Regions from separate parts of the Ovis aries genome. Here region 2 is linked to region 1. A link is a contact called in public Hi-C data. All regions are on one chromosome and are shown on one strand. The core of a region is the stretch at or near the end of the contact, and the rest is flanking DNA. Distances in the headings are between cores, read along the strand shown.

Evidence for each region. Hi-C and Micro-C count contacts between places; a contact is called where the count stands out from the background.
Region 2: a contact with region 1 is called in a Hi-C map of liver, with 2.9 times the contacts expected there. The contact joins the promoter of RFTN1 here to the enhancer-like site in region 1. A contact is called at or near these places in 3 of 16 Hi-C or Micro-C datasets (hypothalamus, liver and muscle).

Annotation. Positions count from the first base shown.
Region 1 is chr1:274,427,789-274,434,557 of ARS-UI_Ramb_v3.0, reverse strand. RFTN1 (raftlin, lipid raft linker 1) reads left to right here. Exons shown (of 8, transcript XM_042238759.1): 5 at 2,634-2,976. Among named protein-coding and RNA genes, the nearest start is that of OXNAD1, 140 kb to the right of the region's middle. Within about 2 kb of position 1,442, at least 12 of the 54 cell types and tissues checked have an H3K27ac peak or open chromatin away from gene starts, as enhancers often do. A contact at or near this core is called in liver, where this site is marked.
Region 2 is chr1:274,584,298-274,591,516 of ARS-UI_Ramb_v3.0, reverse strand. RFTN1 (raftlin, lipid raft linker 1) reads left to right here and starts at 3,081. Exons shown (of 8, transcript XM_042238759.1): 1 at 3,081-3,330. It overlaps LOC105605032 (a long non-coding RNA gene), which reads right to left and starts at 2,723. Exons shown (of 2, transcript XR_009595862.1): 1 at 1,749-2,723; 2 at 1-969.

The DNA.
Region 1 (6,769 bases), core at 193-2,692:
AGAACTGACTCATTTGAAAAGACCCTGATGCTGGGAAAGATTGAAGGCAGGAGGAGAAGGGGACGACAGAGGGTGAGATGGTTGGATGGTATCAGCAACTCAATGGACATGAGTTTGAGTAAACTCCAGGAGTTGGTGATGGACAGGGAGGCCTGGCGTGCTGCAATCCACGGGGTCACAAAGAGTTGGACACGACTGAGTGACTGAACTGAACTGGGCTATACACTCGTATTACTGCTCCAGATCATTTTCCAGAAAGGCCAGGGCTGAACTAAAATGACCTTCTGCCGTGAGTTAGGGTGGGTCATCCGTGAAGGGGGCTGAGGCTTGCTTCTCCTTTAAAGAGGAGCTCGTGCTGGTGTTTCTTCAGTTCAGTTCATGCAGTCGCTCAGTCGCGTCTGACTTTTTGCGACCCCATGAATCACAGCACGCCAGGCCTCCTTGTCCATCACCAACTCCCGGAGTTCACTCAAAATCACGTCCATCAAGTCGGTGATGCCATCCAGCCATCTCATCCTCTGTCATCCCCTTCTCCTCCTGCCCCCAATCCCTCCCAGCATCAGAGTCTTTTCCAATGAGTCAACTCTTCGCATGAGGTGGCCTAAGTACTGGAGTTTCAGCTTCAACATCAGTCCTTCCAATGAACACCCAGGACTGATCTCCTTTAGAATGGACTGGTTGGATCTCCTTGCAGTCCAAGGGACTCTCAAGAGTCTTCTCCAACACCAGAGTTCAAAAGCATCAATTCTTTGGTGCTCAGCTTTCTTCACAGTCCAACTCTCACATCCATACATGACCACTGGAAAAACCATAGCCTTGACTAGATGGACCCTTGTTGGCAAAGTAATGTCTCTGCTTTTGAATATGCTATCTAGGTTGGTCATAACTTTCCATACAAGGAGTAAGCGCCCTTTAATTTCATGGCTGCAGTTACCATCTGCAGTGATTTTGGAGCCCCCCCAAAATAAAGTCTCTCACTGTTGCCACTGTTTCCCCATCTATTTCCCATGAAGTAATGGGACCAGATGCCATGATCTTCATTTTCTGAATGTTGAGCTTCAAGCCAACTTTTTCACTCTTCTCTTTCACTTTCATCAAGAAGCTTTTTAGTTCCTCTTCACGTTCTGATGTTTCTTACTCCTTCTCAAATGACAGGAGAGGGTCTCTGCTGACGCCTGGCGGCTCTCTGAGGTCATCCACTCAGGGGTTGGTGACTGAGCTTCCCGGGCTCTACGGTCTCCCCTTCCTGCTGCATCTGTAAAGTGACCTGAGCCCCCTTGCCCAGCACGTCCCCTAATGCTCGTCTTCTAATTTTGGCCAGCTCTTGCTGTTGTTTAGCTTTTACTTTCCGTTTGTCTTTCACTTATGACAGTTACATTCAGTTGCCTGCGGTGGGGGCGGGGTTGCTTTCTCGGGGAGGGGAGGGTTCACGTGGCCGAGAGCTCAGTGCACGCATGTGCCCCCCGTCTTGAGGCTCAGGCGGTGAGAAGGTGCCACTTGTCACCTGGACCGGATGGGGGTGGAGAGCCGTGGGGCACCGCGTGCAGTGCCCGCAGGCTGGGCATGGTCTTCAGGCGCCCGTTCTTCCCCCAGGCTGCTGTCCTCAGAGGTGCCCTCTCTCGGGGTGTGCCATCAGCTTTTGCACGCTGGTGACTCTCACCACCTTTGCCCTTCTCTGCCAGAGCAATTGTTTCAGAGAGGAAGCTCTTTGGGTCATAAAACGTCATCTGGTAGTTAGTATGTGGTTATATAGATGTATTGAGTTATATGGTAGCCTGATTAGCAGGAAGTAGGTGATTCATCAGAAAAAAAAAGAATCACACAAAAAAATAAACTCTTAGCAAAATGAGCTTCCTCTTTCAGCCTCTTTTTGTTCCAGCTCATCCTTTTAGAAGCTTTTTTTCAGTTTCTGAAAAAAATTACTAATTGGGGCTAATGCAGCGTTTCACAGAGAGGCCATCCCAGCCCTTCACAGTCAAATGCTTTATTTATTTATTTTTTTTACAGTTTAAGAAAATAAGCCCCTCTCTGTCCCCAGTCAGGCCAGACTTGGGGTGTGGCCACCACCTTGAGGAGGTGAAGCCTTGGCCAGCTTGAGAGATTTCACGTTCAAACAGGAACACCCAGACTTCCCTGGTGGTCCATTGGTTAAGACTCAGTGCAGTAGGGCATGGGTTCGAACTCTGCTTGGAGAACTCAGTTCAGTTCAGTTCAGTTCAGTCGCTCAGTCGTGTCTAACTCTTTGCAGCCCTATGGACTGCAGCACACCAGGCCTCCCTGTCCATCACCAACTCCCGGAATCTACCCAGACTCATGCCCATTGAGTCAGTGATGCCATCCAACCGTCTCATCCCCTGTCATTCTGTTCTCCTGCCTTCAGTCTTTCCCAGCATCAGGGTCTTTCCCAAGGAGCCAGTTCTTTGCATCAGGTGGCCAACGGATTGGAGTTTCAGCTCCAACATCAGAGAACTAAGATCCCATTTTCTGTGTGGTGCGGATGCACGCGCGCACACACACACACACACACACACACCGGGAAACATCCCCCGAGGCCTCCCTGAGGTGCTGCGTGTGCCCCCACTCTGATGGAACGTCCCGTTTACCCGTTTCCCTTGGTCTGGTTTGCCTCACAGATCCAGGAGGCTGCGAGTCGGGGCCTGAAGTTCGTCGGGGTCGTGCCTCAGTACCGCTGCCCCGGGAGCCCTGTGGGCAGCTGCCCCCCAGCAGATGACCGGGATGAGACACAGGAGCCTGGCCGTCATGGGGCTGCGGAGGAGCTGGGGGCTGCAGACGCTGCTGCGGGGACGGACGGAAGCCCGGAGCCCGGCCAGGGCCCAAGAGGGGGGACACCCGCCGCCCAGCAGCCCAGCTCGTCCCCGGGCGAGGGGGATGGCGCAGAGTCTCCTGCTCGGGGGACTCCGGAGGGACCAGATGCTGACCCGCTGTCGGAAGGGCCTGGAGAGCCGCTCGCGGCCAGTAAGTATGTCAGCGCCGGGACTCAGAGCCACGTGGAGAGCGGCTGCTAGCTTTTCAGTAATCACCGGGGGCCTTTTAGGAAAATGAATGGAATTCGAGTGTAGAGATGGCAGTCCATCAAACAGGAGAAGCTGTCGAGCTGTTTTCCGGGCCTCCTGACTCTTCCTTCCTGAGTGGGTCTTCTGGAGGTGGGGGGTGGGCAGACCACGGGACGCTGACTTGTCTCGGCTCCAGAATGTCACGGGTGCAGCAGGTTCTAGATCGCAAGGTGTTTTCTCCCCCACGCCCAAGCGCTGCCCCCAGATTACCCCGTGTGACCCCAGGAAGCATGGTGATGGCTGGGCACCAGTGCAGAAAGCACCTTCCACGCCTGGTCCTCTTGTTTTGAATTTCTGCCTAAAGAAGGAAATCCAGAGTGCCGGCTGAGGACGTGGCATGAGGTGTGCAGGAAGCTGCTGATTGAGCCCTTGCGCTGTAAACAGCCAGGCTTCAGGGGGGTCTGTCTCTTGGACAGACCAGTACTGTGGAGCACGCGCGGCCAGGGAGAGGCCTCTGGGAAGTGACTGCTCTGAGCCACGGTGTTTAACAGCCACTGGGGCATGGACTTTAGTTTGGAGATTTCAAATAACGATGCAGGAAGGAGGCTGGCAGCCAGTGTTAACGAATGCTTCCTTCTTCCTGTGACGTGGATGGCCCGTATGCATCGTCGCCCCCTTTGCGGCTGAGTACACTGAGGTTCAGAGTCCATCCGTTGCCCAGGCTGGAGACAGATCTGCTGGATGAACCCAGGCTGGCTTCCCACCTTCTGCTTCCTGTGTGATGCTCAGACAGGTGATCAGAGTTTACTGAGGCCCTCAGACTGCAGACAGTGAAGCTCTTCCTTTCCCCGTGATTCCCTTTCAGTTTCCTGCTCCAAGAAATCTTGTGTCCTGCTGTTTCCTGGAAGCCAGGCCCTGGTACGAGCTGTCTCCCCTTTGGAAGGTGATGAGTGATGAGACTGATGGGAGGAGGCCCAGGTCTTGGGGAGACTTTCTGTTTAGGCCTTTCTGGATTATCTCCCTGGTTAATGTTATTGGTGGTGGTGGTTTTGCTGTTAAGTCGTGTCCGATTCTTGTGATCCCGTGGTCTGTAGCCTGCCAGGTTCCCCTGTCCATGGGATCCTCCAGGCAAGAATACCGGAGTGGGTTGCCATTTCCTTCTCCAGGGGATCTTCCCCACCCAGGAATCGAACCCGGGTCTCCTGCATTGCAGGCAGATTCTTTACTGACTGAGCTATGAGGGAAACCCCTAGTTAATGTTATTATTTATATACTAATTCTTGAGGTTAGCCTCTTACAAATGATGAGAAACTGCTTATGCTTTGAGAACAGAAAAGGGTGAAGGAGCTCCCTAGAGGCCCAGTGGTTAAGACTCTGCCCTTCCACTGCAGGGCACACAGGTTCAATCCCTGGTCAGGGAACTAAGAGCCCACATGCCACACGGTGCAGAAGAAAAAAAAAAAAAGGGTGAAATGGCTTTTCTTGTTATGTTGTAGATCCCGAAAAGAAAACTATGGGATGCTTAATTCTGGGGCTTGTTTGCAAGGATGACTTAGAAGGGGAGATGTAGCCACCTCACTTCTGGGAGAGATTCGGACTAGTGTTTCATCAGGGCCTTGGTGTGTGGAGGCTCAGATGGTAAAGAATCTGAGTACATTGCAGGAGATGAGGGTTCCATCCCTGGGTCAAGAAGATCCCCTGGAGGAGGGCATGGCAACCCCCTCTCTTGCCTGGAGAATCCCATGGACAGAGAAGCCTGGCGGGCTACAGTCCATGGGGTTGCAGAGAGCTGGGCATGACTGAAGCGACGGAGGACGCGTGCCAAAGGACGTGTCATTTAAAGCACTCCTAAGTAGGAGCCCGCACGACTGGGGTACAGGCCCCGTCATCCTGACCATTGCCCCCAGCTCTGCACGGAGCCCTGGCTTTGAGAAAGGAGGCCATCGATACGCAAGGGCCCCTCAGGAGTTTCTGATGTTCCCTGTTCCGGAGCGCACCTTCCTCCAAGACTCCCTCCAGACCGGCCGCCTCCTAGGGTCGAGTAACCGGGGAGACTTGTCCCAGGACTGTCCCCCCAGGCCCCCTGCTGTCCTGCAACTGTTTCCTCCCTCAGACCCTTCCCCCGTCACTGGGTGCACAGAGAACGCCCCCAGCACCCAAGGGTCTTGGCCTGCGCCTCGTTTCCTCAAACCCCTGTTCTCTCCTGGAAAACCAGAACCTTCTGAGGAATGCAAGGTTCAGGTGCGTCTGGAGGTGGTCAGCCCAAGAGCGCGTGAGAACTGCAGCTGGGAGGGGTGACGGTGCCCCTGACCCCCCGTCCTGCTTGGTAGGCGGCTGTCTGTCTGTTATCTGAGCGTGGCTCTTAGCTCTCTGCGTGGGAGGCCACAGGTCTCCGAGACTTGGGCAGCTCACTGTGACCGTTACTTCTCTTCCGGTGGGATAAATGAATCTTTGCCTCTTTCTCATCAGCCAGTGAACACACAGGGGCCCTGGTGCCCAGGCCTGGCCTCAGAGGGGACAGAGGACGGTCATCGTGGTGACAGCCCTCCAGGGGCCGGGGCTCAGCTGGCCCGCGTGACCGTGCGTCCAATAGCTGTATGACGGAAGATGCTCTTACTATGCTGGTGTCACAGAAACAGGAGGTGGCCTGTGTGCCCTCCTAGAGTCACGCTTTATCTCATAGTCTGAGCCTTAGTGCTTCCCTGGTGGCTCAGCTGGTAAGGAATCCGCCTGCAATTCAGGAGACCTGGGTTCGATCCCTCGGTTCGATCCCTGGGTCGGGAAGACCCCCTGGAGAAGGGAAAGGCTACCCACTCCAGTATTGTGGCCTGGAGAATTCCATGGACAGATAGTCCACGGGGTCGCAAAGAGTCGGGCACGGCCCAGCAACTTGCACTTGAGCATCAGCTGAGCATAGTTTCCGCCTCCTCGGAGGCTGGCCAGGGATGCTGTCCCCGCTGGTCAGCTGGCCTGGCCCCCAGCTCAGCCTAGTTCCTATCCTGGTTGTTATCCCCTCCGTCCTGGGGCTTCCACCGCATCTCCCAGCACCCCTGCCCCGCTCTCAGCCTCCCTCCACTCAGGGGCCCCTAAGGAGGGCCAAGTGCTTTAACTCCGCTTCCTGCTGGTGGGTTTAAATAGGCAATCACAGCAAGACAATTAAAAAAGAGTCCAGAGGGCGTCTCCCTGCTCCGCCCCTGCTCCGCCTTTAATTCATCCGCTGTATGGCGCTGGGGGCTCATCGAGAGGCGCGGGGGGCTGGTCCCTTCACCCCCAGGCCGCGGGACCCCTCGGGCCCAGGGCTTCTGCCCCCTATGTCCACCAGGGTTTCACTCATCCTGGGAGCGTGCTGTTGGCTCTCTGTCCGGGCGCCGCCTCCCGACCCCCCGGGCCGCGGGGAGCCCTAGGGTCCAGGGGTTGGCTCCCTAGGTCCACCTGGGCTGCGCCGCTCGTCCGGGGAGCATGCTGTTGGATCTCTGTCCGGCGCCCCACCCGACCCCCCGGGCCATGGGACCCCCCGGGTACAGGGGTTGGCTCCCCACGTCCACCTGGGCTGCGCTCGTCCTGGGAGTGTCCTGTTGGCTCTGTGTCCGTCTGGGGCCCCCACTCCGGGCTGCAGGACCCTTTGGGTCCAGGGCTTGGCTCCCCAGGTCCATCTGGGCTGCGCTCACCCGGGGAGCGTGCTGTCGGCTCTCTGTCCATCTGGGCGCCCCCCCGACCCCCCGGGCTACAGGACCCCTTGGGTCCAGGGCTTGGCT
Region 2 (7,219 bases), core at 1,832-4,331, 160 kb before region 1:
CGGGAACCGAGCGTTTTTAAGTGAAGTTGGTGAGAGGGGATGAGTGCAGTGCGGGCTGGCGGGGGGGGGGGGGGGGGGGGGAGGTGGGCAGGACTGAAGGTTAGCTTGGATTTTCCCTCTCAGCCAGGCTCAGCGGAGCTGCAATGCATCACAAGTGCTCGGGCGGCGGTACCCAAGGCCTTAATCATCTCCAGAGTGAGGCGATGCTGCTGAGGCTGAGGGAGAGAATTGCTCCAGCGGGGGGCTCCGGGAACCAAGCTTTTACAGGAATTGCACAGTCTAGCCACGATTGCTTCTCACGCTTGCCTAGGCTCGCTTAACTCCTCTCCTTTCCACAGCGGGTGTGAGGAGAACCAGTTTCCCCATTAACTTGGGGCCTGCATTTTATCGACTGCAAACGCTCACGATCCCAGCGCTGGGGCCATCTGTGACCTGTCGGGCCGTAATAGCTTGGTTTTCCCCGTGTTCGGCTCCCTCCTTGAGTACTTAGTGTTAAATCATAGGGGGAGGAAGTGTGAGCAGAGGAAAAACAGCACCATTACATGACCCCCGATGAGACCGCTGTGATAGAATTAAAAGCTGCCGCCCTAGGACATTCTAACAGATGACATTGTGAGGTTGCCAAGGTAACCCACCAGGATACAGCTCCAGCATCTTTGGGGTTGATGCTGGGTAGATGAGGTCAGTCAGAGGTGAGGCCCAGCTGCCCAGGGTGTATCCCTTGGCTGGCCAGTCCACGGCAGTCAAGAGGAAAATCAAGGCTGACCTCTACACAATACAAATGAACCCAACCTCGTCCCCTCATTGGCTATTCCAGGTGAAAGAGATGCATCATACTCCAGGTAACTGATCAGTGTACGTTACACGGGGCTGAAAAAGGTCCGGATATGAATGACTCACCCATTCACTCCACGTATGTGGATTAAACACCTGCTGTGTACATCCGCTCCATGTATGTGGATTAAACACCTGCTGTGTACCAAAGAGGAAGCGTCAGAATATCTAGGGGGAAAGGTCAGTTTTAGAAAAGCCCTAAAAAACTGCAGGTCCAATCAGGGAAACAAGATCATTTAAGACATTTACACACTGTCAGTACTCAGGAAGAGGTTGAGTGGAAGAAAATGAAAACAGAGTAACTTATTAACCCCAAGGACCTAGTGTTTTAAAAAAAACGCAAAAATGGTATAGAGTGAAAATGATTTGCTTAAAAGAAATCAACCTTCTCCCCCAAACACAACAAGTTATGCGGCATTCCTCTTTTTCCCTTTTAAATATTCCGTGTTTACTCTGAACTGCTGGTTAACACCTAGAAATGTTGGTTTCCTTCTCCCATGTGAGGATCAGAAAGATTTCAGACGGAGCCTGCCTTGCAATAACTCTAGGCCTCGGGCATTTAAATAACAAAGCTTCCTCCTTTGGGTCTTATAGGTGGGTGTTCAAAACCGTCCCTGCTGCCAGAGGACACCCTTTCCCGCATGATACTGTTTGAATGTGGACCTGGGCTGCCGTCTGATCCCGTTTCCTCCCAGATGGCAAGCCAAGCAAGGGAGAGACTGGGAGAGCCAGCGTGGTGGTGAGCGACACCAGCCAGCAGGGGCTGGAAAGGGAAAGGGGCAAGAAAACACACACACAAAGTGGGAGGTGGGGGGAAGGAACACAGAGCTGGGATGGCTAGGGCAAAAGCAAACAGGAGTCTTCCAGAAACTGTGTTTACAGGAATTCCTGAAAACAAAATAGGGCTTCCTTACCCCTGGGGGTGTCATCAGTACCAGAAGGACACCGTTAGAACACTCCGGTGCCTACACTAGCCCTCCATCCTGTGGGCTCCAACGCTTGAAACCCGCTCTTTGCCCAGTCAGAAAATGTAGACAATTAATTAGATGATGTCAGTCGGTGACGGACAGGGAGGCCTGGTAGGCTGCAGTCCATGGGGTCGCAGAGAGTCAGACACGAAGTGAACTGAACGGCTGTCTTACTGTAGCCCCCTTAAAAGAACAACAAGAGGGTAACAGCTAAGTTATAGGGTGCGTTCCTCAACACTTTACTTATAAAACCCACAAGAAAGTGCTACCTAACGAAGGAGAAAACAGGCCCAGGGCCGGTGAGTCACTTACCCACATCACACAGAAGGCAAATGCGGATGGAGGCCCAAGGCCCACCCTGAACCCTGGCTCTAGCGCCCGGGTGGTAACCCTGACATTTTAATTCTGCTGTGTTTAAAACGCTCCACGAAAAAAGACTTACAACAGGCTCACGGCCGCCCATCTCGGCTTCACTAAGGCAGCCCTGATGTTTTATGCATCTAACCGCCTCCTTGGGCGGCCTGAAGTTGGTTCCCTAGGTTTTCCCACATCTTCTGGGCACCTGCAGTACGTGGGCGAGGGCGTGGCAAGCGGACAGTGGCACTAACCGGCTCCCTAGGCACTAAATGCCCAGCAAATAACTCAAGCGCCCAGGGACAAGCCCACCTGCAGCATCGGGAGGCAGGAGGGTCTCTCAACCGTCCTTCCTCGGAGGGCACCCGTGGAGTTGGTGGGGGAGGAGGTCCGCGTCCCCTACACGCGCTCCTGATCTTGTGACCTCGGTTACCAGGGGTCGAGGTGGGGCGGGGGAGCCACGGGGCTCGGTGTGGAGGCGCAGCGAGGGTCTGTTGCTCGGGCGCCCGTGGGCAGCGCGCGGATCGCGGGGGCGCGGAGTGGGCGAGGTTCGCTGGGAGCACGGTGGGCGCGGGGCGAGGGCGGATCGCGGGGCGCGGGGCGGGTGCGGTGGGGGCGCGGGACGTGGTGGGGGCGCCTTGGGGGCAGAGGCGCGGTGGCGCGGCGGGCGCGGGGCGCGGTGGGGGCGCGGGGCGAGCGCGGATCGCGGGGCGCGGGGCGGACGCGGTGGGAGCGCGGGGCGTGGTGGGGGCGCCGTGGGGGCAGCGGCGCGGGGGCGCGGCGTGGGAGCGCGCGGTGGGCGTGGGGCGCGCCGGCGGCTCCCCCGAAGATGCCGCGCGGCGTCTGTTGCCCGTGAGTTCAGAGGAAGAGGAAGTATAGGCGGCGGACGCGCGGCGGCGACGGGGGCGCGTCGGGGCTGCGGGCGGAGCGCGCCGGGCTCTGGGCGCCGCGAGCGGGAGCGCGGCGGCCGCGGGCTCTCGGGCAGGACGCACGCACCGCTCGCAGGGGGGACGGACGCGCGGGCCCGCCTCGCAGCCCGCCCCGCGCCCACCCCCTGTCGCCCACGCCTTCCCCCGCGCCGCCCCCTCTGCATGGCACAAACTTTCCTCCCGGGACGGAACACACTGTCTCCGGGAGCCCCTGCGCGCGCCCTCTCGCCGGCTGGCCCCGAGCGGTAGGTGGGCGCCTGCGGGACTGGGGCGGAGGTGGGTGCAGCGGCGCGGGGACCCCGGCGGGCGGGGATAGCCCCGCGCGGGACGCCTCCCTGCAGGTTGCGGGGGCCTGGGCGTGCTGCTCGGACGCGCCGGGGCCCCCCTCGTCCTCTTCGCCCGGGCTCGGGTTGGATGGGGCCGGCGGCCGGCTCCGTGGGACGCGGCGGTCTTGGGCCAACTTTTCTGAAAATGAAAGAAAGAAATCAGCCCTGGCGCGCTAGGGGGAGAGGCACCCCCAGAGCGGTCTGTGGGGGGTAATGGGCTCCGCCGGCCCGGGGGCGCCGGGGGAGGAAGCGGAGGGGAGGCTTCGAGGCTACAGGTGGGTCTGGGACACTGCACGGCGCCCTCCGCGAAGGGCGGGCGGGCGCTGGCCCCGGAATCTGGGTTCAGGAGGGGAGGCGGCGGGGAGCTGGGGCGGGGTGCGTGCGCCCCCCGAGGCGCGTCCGTCCCGGGGCAGGGCTGACGGCCGCACGCCCCGGAGGCGCTGAGACTCGGGGAGCCGGGAATTCCCGGCACCGAAAACCGCTGTCTCGCCTTCCGTAAGGGGGTTTCTTCCCTCGTCCTCGCCGCTTTCTTAGGCCCCAGGGTGGACCTGGGTCAGGGCAGGGTGGCGGCGGCGGCGTTTATTTCGGGAAGCCCCGCGGGCGCGCATGCCCACCCCGCCTCCCGGGCCCGGGGCTGGTGCCCTTCACCTGCACGGCCGCTGCCTTGGCACCGAGGGCCGCGTGGAGGCCGCGGGGCTGTAACCCGGGGGCGCTGTCTCCTGGCTACCCTGTGTGGCTGCGGGTGGTCCCCGGGGACGCTGGGTGGTGTCACCGAGTTTGTTAGGGGTTTTCAAAACAAAAAGTTAAAAACAAAAAACAAAAAACCAACAGTTTGGCACGGGTCCCTGTGTTTGAGTGACTGTCCTGGCTTCCAGCAACACTCCCTTCTTGTAACTGGTGGTACAGCTGTTTTCAGATGCTGGGCGCAGTCTGGCCATGGGGTGTCATCTCAGGATAAGTGAGGCCCGGGCCAGGAAGGAAGGCGGGTGTGGTGTCAGTGACCTCTGCGCCTGTGGGGAGGGTGTGCGCTGCACCCCCGCATGTCCTCATGCCCAGGTACCTCTGCAGGGCTGAATTCCCTACCAAGTTCAAGTGACCCCCGATGTCACCAAACTCGGCAGAGGGATTAAAGCAGCAAGCTGACTGGGACTCTTCGGTGCATGTGTGTGCTAACCTCAGTGAAATCACTTTAACCTCAGAGGGAGCTTTGCTTCCTCTTTTGCCTTCAGTGGGGTTTCTGGTCTGAGAGGCAGGGCGTCATCCCTCTGTCTCTGGGTTGGTTTTTCTTTGTCTTTTGGCTGCTTGGACCCTGGGGCACATGGAAGGGGAGGGTGTTGTGCAGTTAGCTAATTGATCTGGTGCAGGAACCGAAAGAGAATAAATTGGGAATACAAGTCAGTGAGTTCTTTTTCTCCCTCTGGAGCAGGAATTTTTGGCTTCCATTCAAATAATTGCTTTGTCTGTAGGGAAACAGGCAGAAAATCTTTGGCATGAGTGATGTGAGTTCCTGTAAAGCTACTTGCATTCTTCCAGCCTTAACTTTTCAGCAGAACTGAAATTATGTGGGCCCCTGGTTTGGTGGGCATGGGTGTCTTGTTAGATCTCTGAGTTGGTGGGCTAGGGAGAAGATCCAGGGACTCATCCAACGCCCAGCTCCTTCTAAAAAATATAGAAAACTTGGAAGAACAGTGGCCAGCCAGACACGGGTATCTAGAGGCCATAATTTTGCAGTACTGAATTGGCTTTATTATACGTCTGTCCATCTGTTCATCCTCTGTCCATCCGTCAGTTCAACTTTCTGTTTTATGCATTTTAAATTAAATTACAAACATTGGTACAGGTCACCTCTGGAAGTTTTGTTAGAGTTCAGTATATGTTCATGACTTTCTTAAGGTGAAATTTATACATACGTACCTATCTACATATAGTGAAATGCACAGATCTTGAGGGTAGTATTTGCATAATGTTTTGACAGATGCCTACGCCTGTGTAACCCTCGTCTGTAATCAAGGTAGAGAATGTTGCCCTTGCCCCCAGAAAGTTCCCTCATCCCCATTCCCAGTCAGTGCCCCCACCTTTTTTTTTAACAATCACTCAAAGCTAGTTTAGCCTGTTCTTGAACTTCATTTATTATAGAAATCCACAATACTGTGTAAAGCTTATTTAACTCAGCACGTTTTTGAGATTCACTCATGTTTTATGTACCAGTAATTCGGTCCCTTTTTTTTCTTTTTTAATTGCTGACTTAAGATCCAGGATCAGTTTATACCAGCTTATGTATTACCCTGTCAATGGACACAAGAGTTATTCCCAGGTTTGGGGAATGAAGCTGCTGTGAATATTTGTTTATGAGTCTTCCTAGGGACATGTGCTGTTATGCCTCATGGGTAAATGGAGTGAAATTGCTGGGTCATAAAAGAGGTGTATGTGAACTTTATAAGAAGCTGTCAAACTTTCTTCCAACATGATTAGACCATTTTACACTCCCATCAGCAAGGAATACATGTGTCAGATTCCAGATACCACGGCTCATTTCCCTAGCTCAAAGTCAAGAACGCGGTTGACCAGTGTTCTTCTGAGCTCAAAGGTGCCGAAAATCGGGAGCACTCGAGACAGCCTGGAGCGTGTTGTTTTCGTAGATGGAGGAGCTAAGGGAAATCCCTGACTCTTCAGGTAAATGGGTTCACTCTTAAATTATTGTGCATGACCAGACACATGTTTTATTTTTAAAGGTCTTCAGAGAAGGGATTTCCATAGGGGAATGTCCCCTTGGTTGTGAAAGAAGATTGAGTACTTTCTATATAAAGAAAAATACCCCCCCCCCCACTCCACCCTCGCAGAATTCCACCGAAGTTCTGCTTTGACACTCCTGGGGGATTTCTGATGCGTTGGTCTGGCTGCTTGGAATCCGGTGGAGATTCCCGTTGGATTTCTCTGACTGGGCAGCTGGCTGTTGAAAGGCATCTTGTGTGCTCCGTGAGACAGGTCAGATTTGACTTTTTGAAGGCTCTGAGAACACCGCTTTTCTGTTAGAGAGATTCGGCCTGTCAGTGAGAAACGCGGCCTGTCAACACCCTTCTTCTTGTCCCGGCTGAGAAAACGGGCTGTTCCCTCTCTGGTCCCCTCTCGTATTCAGCCTTTAAGGAGACCTGGTCTTCACGATCTGGGAAGCAGGAATGGGGCGTCCTGCTGACGCGGGCCCCAGGGGGAAGCCTTTACATCTCACCGAGGTGCATCAGTGGCATCAGGGGACGTGTACGAGATTGCGAGACATTGGACTATGTTTGGGGACTGTTCCCCTTGTCTGCCAGCCTAGTACAGCGCTTGCCACAGGGCAGAGGCCGTGAGTAACCCTCATGGTACCCATCTGGGAGATTACCTCTCTGGAGGCTGACAGGGATCGCCAAGATGTCAGGACCCCAAGGCGTATTTTTACTGGAGGCCACTGTACTACCGCCTGGGAAACAGGTTCAGACTATTAGGAAAACTTTGCCAACTGTAAACTTCCTAAGTAGCACTGTTCTTATCTTAGTATAGATTTTTACTATTGTTATTAACAGAATACTAATTATAGCTACCCTGTGCCAAGTGCCCACTTCGAATCTAACTCTCATGAGAGGTGGGTGCTAATCTTATCTGCACTTTGGCTCTGAGGCACCTGAAGCTCAGCGAGGTTAAAGAACTTGTCCCAAGTTCACACTTCGTTCCTATTTCCTGGACATTGAGGAAAGGGACTCTGACATTCTGGTTTCACAAATGCAGATCTCGTCCGCAAGCATAGGTTTCCAAAGGCAGGAGGCCCTTGTAG